Regions from separate parts of the Mus musculus genome. Here region 2 is linked to region 1. The links are chromatin contacts, called in public HiChIP or PLAC-seq maps. All regions are on one chromosome and are shown on one strand. Each heading gives the region's core, a stretch centred on a gene start, on an enhancer-like site or on the middle of the called end of the contact. The rest is flanking DNA. Distances are from core to core; before and after follow the strand shown. Region 1 overlaps Specc1 (sperm antigen with calponin homology and coiled-coil domains 1). Region 2 overlaps Specc1 (sperm antigen with calponin homology and coiled-coil domains 1).

Region 1 (4,965 bases), core at 1,743-4,242:
CAAAATAATAAATCTCAAAAGAAAGAGTAAAATAATTTAAAAGATTATAACTATCCAGACAGGGCTAGGCTTACAACCAAAAATATAAATATCCAGACTACATATCTAAAAGGCAAAATCCAAACTCTTCTTTGAATTAGAATATATATTAGTTACTTTTCTGTTGCTGTGATAAAATACCATGACTAAAAGCAATCTAAAAAGAAAGAATTTATTTTAGTTTATGGCTCTGGGAGAATAGAGTCCATAAAAGGAAAGACAGAATAATTCATTTCTTTTTTTTCTCTCCTCTTTCTTTTTTCTTTTTTCTTTTTTGCCTGATCTGGTCCTAAACAACAAACATAATTTGATGGTTATTATAATTTTTCTGTTCATTGCCAAATAAGAAATAATTTAAATATATATCAAATCATTACTTGCCCCCTCTGAAAGACAACCATTTTTAGGAAATGCACCATACTATCTAAATAGCATAGAAAACTACATCTTCCTCCTTACCTATAAAACTATCTGGGCTCAAGATATTTTAAAGTTAGTTTCTGATATCCTCCAAGATTCCTTGTCTATCCTAATATTTAATTTCTTTTTTCTTCTCCCATCTCTTTTACCTCCCCCTTCTCTCATAAGGATCAAACCCAGTACCTCATATATGCTGTGACTTTCTGAGCTGTACTCCCAGGCCTGTTTCTTGTCTTTATAAATTGATTTTGTTACTTTTTAATTTTATCAAAATTTATTTTTTGGTTTTTATTCTACCTTAACCAAACCCTCCAAAATCCCTTAGAACATGAATTGTGTGTGTGTGTTCTGCATGTGTGTTTAGACCAAAGATCAAAATGACCTTGTGTTTTGAAAAAAAGATCTCCACTTTAGGACACTGCTTTTTGAGACAGGGGTCTCTTTGAGCTTGTGGATTTGGCTAGACTGACTGGCCAGCAAGCCCCAGAGACCTTCCTGTATAGATATGCTTCCCTGGTGCTGGGACTACAGGCCTGCTGTGCGGGCTGTTTCTGCATGTTCTCATCTAGCACTGACTTCACTCATTTCCGTTCTTTTTTACTTGATAATAAAACCTTTCTGAAGAATGGATCTGCCTATTGTTTGTAACCTCATCACTATTTCAATTATTTCCTTAAGTGATCTGTAAAAATAGCTTTCAATGCCTATTGAGTCAAATTTATGAACTTTTTACAAATTCAACTTTTATTATTTATAGTTTTATTACATTATGGTCATGGGGTGGCCAGTAAAAATTCCCTTTAAAACTCTAATGATGCTTTCTTTCTGTATTTAGAACAGATCAACATTTTAACCGTCTATGAACATTCTGGAAAAATGGCTTGTGTATGACCATGGTTAAATTCTTCCAGTGTTTTGTCAGTTAGTATACAGATTAGGATTATGATCTTACAGTATGAAAGGTCTCTCCTCTCATTTGAAAAATTTTGTGACCTGTGTCATTAACTGACTGTTTCTATTATTTCAGTAGAATGACCTTATAAGTCAGATAAAGCCAGGAGAGAATCATAGTTAAATTTTTAAAAATTGCATTGCTTTACTATCAAGAAAGATACTGACTTAAAGATATAGAAAATATACAAAGAATAGGCAATCTGTCCAGTCATAGGTCTTTGGAATTAGGAAGGAAAATATCTGGACAGTGTAAATGCAAAAGAAGTACAAATTAATCAAGTGATGTGCAGATTTGAATGTGGGAGATGAACAGAATAGGCAGGGAATGGTGGCACAAACCTCCCTGGTACAGAAAGGGAGACAGGAACAGGTAGGTCTCTATGAGTTCAAGGTCATCCAGGATCTTGCATATGCCAAGCATATGGTCTTCCACTGAGCCACGCACTTTACCCCTTAGGTTTTAAAAAAATACATCAAGTTTATTAAAAAGTTTAGTATAAAAATATACCAAAAATTTTCAGGTATATGGTATATATAGCACCATGTATATTTTGGTACTAACAATGCATTTAGATCTTTTTTTTCTTTCAGGCAGGGTCTCTTTTTAGGCAGGCCATGGCTGGTCTGGAATTGTTATGTACTTGGAATTACAACTTATATATGACTTGCAGATGAAGCGTGCGAGATATAACCATGAGAATGCATTTAGTTCCTCTGCTTTCACAGAAAGGATTAGTGGCGAACCATGAAAGTTAATCAAAAACAGTAAAGATAAAAAACATTTCGTAGTCTTGTACAGATAATAATGCCTTTGACTTATATCAAAAAATAGAATGAAGCCAGGCACAGCAGTACACATACTTAATCCCAGCATTCGGGAGGCAGAGCAGGCAAATATCTCTTGTGTTCAAGGCCAAACTGGTTTACATAGTGAGTTCAAGGATGGCTGGGCTATATAGGGAGACCCTGTCTAAATAAATAAATAAACAAATAAATAAATAAATAAATAAATAGACCTGGAAGGAAGGAAGGAAGGAAGGAAGGGAGGGAGGGAGGGAGGGAGGGAGGGAGGGAGGAAAGAAGAAAGAAAAAGAAGAAAGAAAGAAAGAAAGAAAGAAAGAAAGAAAGAAAGAAAGAAAGAAAGAAAGAAAGGAAGGAAGGAAGGAAGGAAGGAAGAAAGAAAGAAAGAAAGAAAGAAAGAAAGAAAGAAAGAAAGAAAGAGAGAGGGGGGTGAGAGAGAAGGAGGGAGGAAAGGAGGGAGGGAGGAAGGAAGGAAGGAAGGAAGGAAGGAAGGAAGGATAAAAAAGAATGATAAGCTAAATGGGGCTTGGATTAGCTTAGTTTGTAGTACTCATCATACACAAAGTGCTGGGCTTGATCCTCAGCACTGCAAAAACCCCAGAAGTAGCCTGTGCCTGTAATGCTAGCTTGGGAAGTGAAAGCAGGAGGATCGATTGTAAGTTCTCAGCTCACTTTCTAGGCAGAATTATAAAATTGCACTCCTCCCTCTGGGTCAATACAACTCCAAGCTGGCTGGGCTTGTCCATTGATTTATCCAAATGCCTTTAAACAGTACACAGGCTGTAGCCCTGTGGCAACCTGCCTAGAAATTGAAAGGCTGTTAACTAGACCCTGTAGCAAGTAAGGGGTGTAGCCTTCACCGTGCTCTTTTAATTATAACTGCCCTTGAACATGGAACTTCTGTCTTTAACTTGATCATTTTTCTTTACCAACCTGCAATACCACAAAAAGTTATGATGAACTAACTCAGAAAACCACACACATTTAAGAACCTTGCTGCCAGTATAGATGCCACAGAGCTACAAAAGCAGCCTCTAAGAAACTTGGTTTCTGCCTAAACACTCCTCCAAAAATGAGTAAGAGCATCACTTGAAGAACAGGCTTATCCAACCAGCCCTCTCAAGTCTCAGAAGGGGTCTGAAAGGAGGTCTGAAATACCATTCATTTCCTCTTTATTACATTTATCTGTCTACTTGTGTGTGGTACAGAGGAGGTCAGAAGACAAAAGTGAATAAACTAGTTCCCTCCTTCTTCCATGTGGATTCTAGGGATTGAATTCAAAAGTTAGTAAGACTTGGTATGTAGCACTTTTATCCACCAAGCCATCTCATCCTCGTTTACCCTTTAAATAGAAGGTCCTTGTCCAAACATCTGAGTGAGGTACTGTTGCCAGATAGCCCTAAAGGGACATCACTAAAATCTCTAATTGAGAAAGAATACATCATTCAGATACCACCAGGATCCTAGGATCCCACTTGGCTTTTGACCGTAAAGGCACATCCCCTGCGCCCCAACAGCTTTTGGCCAGTGACCACCAACAGCAGAAGGACTGAGGACTGGTGAGCAGAAAGCTTAAACTTTCTTCTAATAGTCAGCTTTGCTGTAGAACTCATCTACAGGCTAACACTTCATCAGATCAGCATGATTCTGAGGCTCTCCCTGTAACTGCATTTATAATTGGAGGGTTTTCCCTCATCAATTCTGCTTCCTCTTTCTTTGGTCTTACTTCCTGTAATAAACCTCATGCATTCCTGGGTGTCAGCTCCCAAAGGAGACAGTAGAGGAACTTCATGATTCAGACTTAGGTGTTTCTGCCGCTTCTGGCCTCCTATTCCCTCTTACCACTACCCTCATCTCTGCAGAGCTACTTGTTCAGATCGTAGTTCAACGCACCAACTGTACATTCATCCTGAACAGAAGAACTCTACTGCCTAGAATTTCACTGGTAAATTTCACAGCATTTCATGAAGGCAATGCTAAAATCATGTTCATCCTTTCAACCCAGAGTTCAATCTTTAAAGCCTTTACCAAGATTTCCAATCAAGTATCTTTACTTGCAGCAAGTCAGAATATGTGCCCGTTAGAAAAGTATACTCACTTTGAAAACCCACAACAAAGGGCTGGGGCTCGAGCGAATGGTGGAGCATGTGCTTAGCATGTGCACAGCAAGCCCTGAGCTCCACCCGAGCCAAATATTAAGATAAAATAAACCACTGGCATACACATATCTTTTGATCTTCTTGGTCATTAGGAAGCTTTAAAATGTAAGGGCACTTGGAAATTAGAATATCAAACAACTGATCGACAAAAGTAACAGTCTCCTTATAAGTTTTTAACTAAAGGAATGAAGAGTTTCTCACAATTCTTTGGCACTGACAAGTGTTTTTTCAATTTTATATACCCTTTACCTAGTTTATCAATAAGCTAGCTCATGCAAACTTTTCTCCGTAGAATAAACAATAGATTACTCTTACTTTACATTTACTGGTCATTCTGTACCAAGAAGTTCAGATAACTGCTGTGTGAGACCGCTATGTACACTACACAGTAACTCACCCCTAAGATTTTTCTTTTGTCTACCCCTAAGATTCCAGTGTGGCTGTCAAGAATTTTTTTTGTTGTTGTTGGTTGGTTGGTTTGGTTTTTTGTTTTGTTTTGATTTGTTTTGTTTTGTTTTGTTTTGAGACAGGGTTTCTCTGTGTAGCCCTGGCTGTCTTGGAACTCACTTTGTAGACCAGGCTGGCCTCGAAC
Region 2 (4,741 bases), core at 1,241-3,740, 140 kb before region 1:
CACAAGGTCTAGTTTCTTTACAATCCCATTCCATATCTATTTCGCCCTGGTCCTGTTTTTCTAGGGAGCTTTCATATAGCTTGGCAACTATAACTAGGAAAACAAGATTTTACCACTGTTAATGAGAAGAGACAGAGCGATGACTGTGGTATGCATTGCGCACAGATGTTTCGCACATGGTGAGAGACTGTAGATGTGGTGAAGGTGAGTAGGGTTGTGGGATGGGGAGAATCGTTAATACAGTACCTGGATAGCCCCGATCTACCTACATGACTCTAAAATCAGAGTTTCCCTAGCTGCAGAGAGCCAGGGGGAAGATGTAGCCAGGAATAGCAAAAAGAATTTGGTGACGTTCTTCAGTAAGATTTTTCTAGACTACTAAACACATGCCATGAAAAGACATGCTTTTGGTCTTAAAGGGATGGCCAGAAGCTTCAGCACACACTGGCTTTAAGACCAAGAAAGAGGTCACGATTTATGAATGTGGGAAGCTGGGGAAGGCAAGAAAACAGATTGTCACTTAGGGCCTCCCCAAGGGAAGGTCACCCTACCTGCTGAGGTCGTTTTAGTTCCAGGTGTCAGGCAGCTTTCCACAGCTGTAACAAAATACTTAAGAAAATAAACTTAAAAGGAAGAAAGGTTTCAGAGGTTTTCATCCAGTCCCTTGGCCCTATGGTGGGTGGTTCGGCACATCACGGCAAAAGTGTGTGTGGTGCAGGAGGCTTGCCTACCTCATAGCATCGGAAACACAACAGAAAAAAGGGGCCAGGGTATCACTATCTCTGAAGGATACACCCCCAAGGGACTTAACTTCCTCCCACTAGGCCTCACCTCTTAAAGAGGTTGCTGAACATGTCTTTAACCCATTGAGAAATATTCAAGACTCAAAGTATGGCATTCAGCAAATCTTGTGTAGACTGGTATCTAAACTCTCTAACCATAAGACAGCAATCATTGTAGTAATTTGTTACACCAGCAACAAACAATGACTACAAAGACCAGCAGCCTAACAGTCTGTGAGTGGTGTGCTCCCTGGACTCCAGACTAAGGGGAAAATGGAGAATAAGTGTTTCTTTGGGCTTTAAAGACCTAAACTTGGCCCTAAGAAAGCTGGATTAGAAGTCAGGGTGGAAGCTTGGCATCCTCCTTTGTTAGAGATTCTGCTGTGAATGTCTACAAATTCCTTCAAGTGGGCTTATCCCGGCCACACACTTGCCCAGATGGGCTAAATATTAGATGATTTGCAGGAACAGCTGTGTTATACCTCAAAGTTCTAAATACTGATATCACACTCAGGGCCGACTGACCCAACACTGAGCCACCCACAGGATTTCTGAGAGGGACAAAACCACCGTGCTCTCACCTTGGGCCCATGGCTGTAGACAACAAAGGCAGGTGGCCAAAGCCAGGCCTCCTCTTCCCCTTCCCTCAACAAAAGCAACTGGATCTGTGGGCACAGCAGGCTGTGGGCACAGCAGGCAGGTCTGAAAGGCCTCAGCAGTCGGAACAACACATCTTCAATGTCACAGTGAGTTCTCATCCCTGTTGCCTGTTTGGAGGCTCTGGGTGGTGAGGCTTTGCCTTTCTTAGGACGAGGTCCATCTCCAGATGTTTTCCAGGATCAGCCTTGAATGGCAGCCAAGCCTTCTGAGGTCACGTGTAGCAGGAAAACTTTTCCCATGTCCCACTGTCAGTTCTGTCTCATTTTTCAGATACAAGGGAAATGGCCACACTAAGGAGGGATATAAATAGCGGCCCAGATGGACAAATGGGAAGGTTCACAGACCCACTGGCCAACCTTCTAAAGTGTTCTAGGCAAATCTATTTATGGAATTTTTTTTCTTCTTCATGATATAGAAATATCTTACTGAAGCAGGTGAAATAAGCTAAAACGAGTTCATTTAAAGATCCCAGAAGACTCCGAGGGGGAATGTGTTAGGTCTTTTCATTCACGAGACCAGTATATAATACCAGTAAGGAAAGGGAAAGATGAAGGCCTCGGGGAGGTCAGGTTTCAAGTTCTTCCCCGAGCCTTTCCCACTCACCATTAAGCCGCAAAACGCTGGAACAGACCATTCACAAGATGGACCACAGGCTGGATGCTGTGGTATTCATTCCTGGAACTAATTTCCAAGTCAGAAGACAAGTAATTGGCAGCTGGACCAATTCATCAAGCGATCTATATAATCACCACTTATTAGGTTTAGGCATCATGAGCACAGATGTCTACACTTGGCCCTCATGGAGCTCAGATAGAAGTTCATACAGCCCGAGAGCAAAGCCCTTCGCACCTGCAGAGGGAACGTGGCCATGGGCCCAGGGATCTGTACACAGGGCTGTTAGGAGCCTCTCATTTAACTCAGCTAAGCCTGAGCTGTTGCCACTGAAGCTATGGCTTGAATGTATCTCCCCAAAGTTCATGTGCTAGAAGCTTAATGGTTTTTTGGCGGTAACTGGGTATGAGTCATGAGGGCCGGGCTCCCCGTGGTATCATTGGTTTCACAAGGGAAGGCCAAGGGCCAGCATGCTTCCTCTGTTTCCTCATGGCCTCTGCTAAGTCATGCTGTGGCAAGAATACCTTTCCAGACACCAGTGCTGGGCTCTTGGAGGGTCCATACTTCAGAGCTGATGGTAAGCAAACCTCTATTTTTTATAAAGTACGCGGTTTGTAGGATTGTATGTGTTGTGACAACAGAAACCACCCGAGATAGCTGTACGGGAAATCTGGGGTCAGAAAGGAAGATGCCCTGGGGTTCAGTGCTACCAGGTGGCCACTTCAAAACCAGTTTACCCTTCCTGTAAATTGCATGTGCAAAGGTGGCCCACTCATGGAATGCCTACGGATGGTACTTACATCATTCATGTAGAGAGCCAGGTTCATAGGATAGAACCTGTGTGATAAGCTTCCAAAGCCAGCTGCTATGGAGATAATTCCCAAGTGGGGAGACACTGGGCAGCTGTGAAAGGCCTACTATGCACGTGCATGAGCCAGCAGGGATGCACACGTGTACACAGCCCAAGGCAACTGGCACTTAGGATGCACAGGACAATCAGATGTGAAGCAAACAAGACTGGGTATCTCTTGGCACAACTTTTCCTGTCCCTTTAGACTGAGAGGGAAGTGGTAGCCCTGAGGCTGGCCCAATGTTTGTTAAGTCGTATCAGCGACTGTTACCCTGAGCAGTTGTGGAGGTCCTCAGGAAAAGGCCAGGCTGTGGGGCTCACTTGAAAGGAAATAGGAATGAAGATTCTAGGGTGGCCTTCCTCATCTGTGGCTTCCAGGTGCCACTGGCATCTCTACTAATTATATTTTTTTATTTACTTGCCTCTTTAAGCTTGTCATAACTTTCTACAACACTGTGTGTGTTTTCTGGGGTCCAGGCAGCCCACTTCCCATCTTAAGCACATTTGCACAGCTTGGTAGCATCCTGGTGCTGGAATTCATCTGACAGCTTATATCCACAGCAAGACAGCTGCAGATGGGAAGGGCAGAGGCACGACCTGTAGAAGAGCTGCAGGGGAGGCTGGGAAGGGACCGGGAGCATGCAGGGCGATGCTGGCTGTCAGCAGACTCAAAGCAAGTTTGGTGCTTTGAAAAAAATTCGGATAAATGTCACCAGGTGAAAGAACTGAGGCAGAAACAAAATATATTTATTAGAAATATTACACAGCGGCACACCTTACACTTCCATTATGAGCTCTGTTCACCTCGAATAGTATGTCACACTTGGGCAGTGCTTGGTGCTATCTAGTGTGCTCTTGACAGAAAGGAGGCCACAATGTATCAAGTGCATTCAACTAATGTAGTGATAGTCAGTGAGCTACTCAGGGTGTCCCAGAACTCCAACCTCAATCAGAGGGCTAGATGTCCAGGGCCGTAAGTGGGTGCTGGGAACACTTCTCTTCAGATGGCTGGTGGTTCCCGCTTTCATTTGTGTTGGTAGTGGTGCATCTCTAACTGGGATACTTAGAAACTGCTAGATTTGGTGAGTGGGTTTGTCTCTAAGGGTCTCAGTTCTCCATTTCTACTGGCCAGTGAGACTGGCATGTGTCTGGTGCTCGTGGGAGATGGGAAGAGAATACTCCAGATAGTCATTACTGCTAGAAGGCCGATTGCTTTGGGACAGCCCCACTCCCTCTCAGGGTCTCTTTTGCCAGACTAGTACCAAATCCCCAGGCTCAGCTGACTCTCCTGCTTCCATCTCCAGAATAGCTGAAGTCATAGGCAGGGGCACCGTGCTTGGCAGGACATGGCTTTCTCTCTCCCAGCCATGGCTTGAATTCTGGATGCCCTACAAAAGCTGAGGAGCAACTGGATGAAGAATGAGAACTAAGGACAAACTCGGATGCTAAAGTGAGAAGGGACTGAGGAGAGGGCCGTTCCTCGGACCCTGTCCCTGTCGGTGTGGCCTCAGCACTGTCACCTGTCATCAGCTCAGACACCACTCAGCACAGAAAACCACGGGCTTCCCCACATGGTTTAACTTCTCAAGGTCTTGCATTCTGCAGGTCTCTCTTGTGCTTAGCTGAGGGCAGAGGGGAAACACACGGCCATGGAGGCTTTTGACAACCTCCAAATGATAGTTAGTAAAGAAGCACAAGACAAACAAAACCACAGCAAAACCACAAAGTACCAAAGCCGGGCATGGTGTCTAATCTCAGCACCTGGGAGGCAGAGGCAGGAAGATCAGGCATTCAAGACCAGCCATGAGATTCTGTTTCATAAAATCCCCAACGCAAA

Evidence for each region. HiChIP or PLAC-seq counts read pairs in DNA pulled down with a chosen protein or histone mark.
Region 2: an HNF4G HiChIP or PLAC-seq map of pancreatic cancer cells shows a contact between it and region 1. The contact joins two enhancer-like sites. A contact is called at or near these places in 1 of 484 Hi-C or Micro-C datasets (muscle stem cells), 4 of 115 datasets of contacts at active chromatin or transcription factors (embryonic stem cells, microglia and pancreatic cancer cells) and 1 of 9 other capture datasets (embryonic stem cells).

Annotation. Positions count from the first base shown.
Region 1 is chr11:62,078,683-62,083,647 of GRCm38.p6, reverse strand. All of the region lies in intron 3 of Specc1 (sperm antigen with calponin homology and coiled-coil domains 1), which reads right to left. Among named protein-coding and RNA genes, the nearest start is that of Gm39988, 31 kb to the right of the region's middle. Within about 2 kb of position 2,992, at least 5 of the 459 cell types and tissues checked have an H3K27ac peak or open chromatin away from gene starts, as enhancers often do. A contact at or near this core is called in pancreatic cancer cells, where this site is marked.
Region 2 is chr11:62,221,895-62,226,635 of GRCm38.p6, reverse strand. It overlaps Specc1 (sperm antigen with calponin homology and coiled-coil domains 1), which reads right to left. Exons shown (of 15, transcript NM_001281818.1): 15 at 3,623-4,741. Among named protein-coding and RNA genes, the nearest start is that of Adora2b, 25 kb to the left of the region's middle. Within about 2 kb of position 2,490, at least 100 of the 459 cell types and tissues checked have an H3K27ac peak or open chromatin away from gene starts, as enhancers often do. A contact at or near this core is called in pancreatic cancer cells, where this site is marked.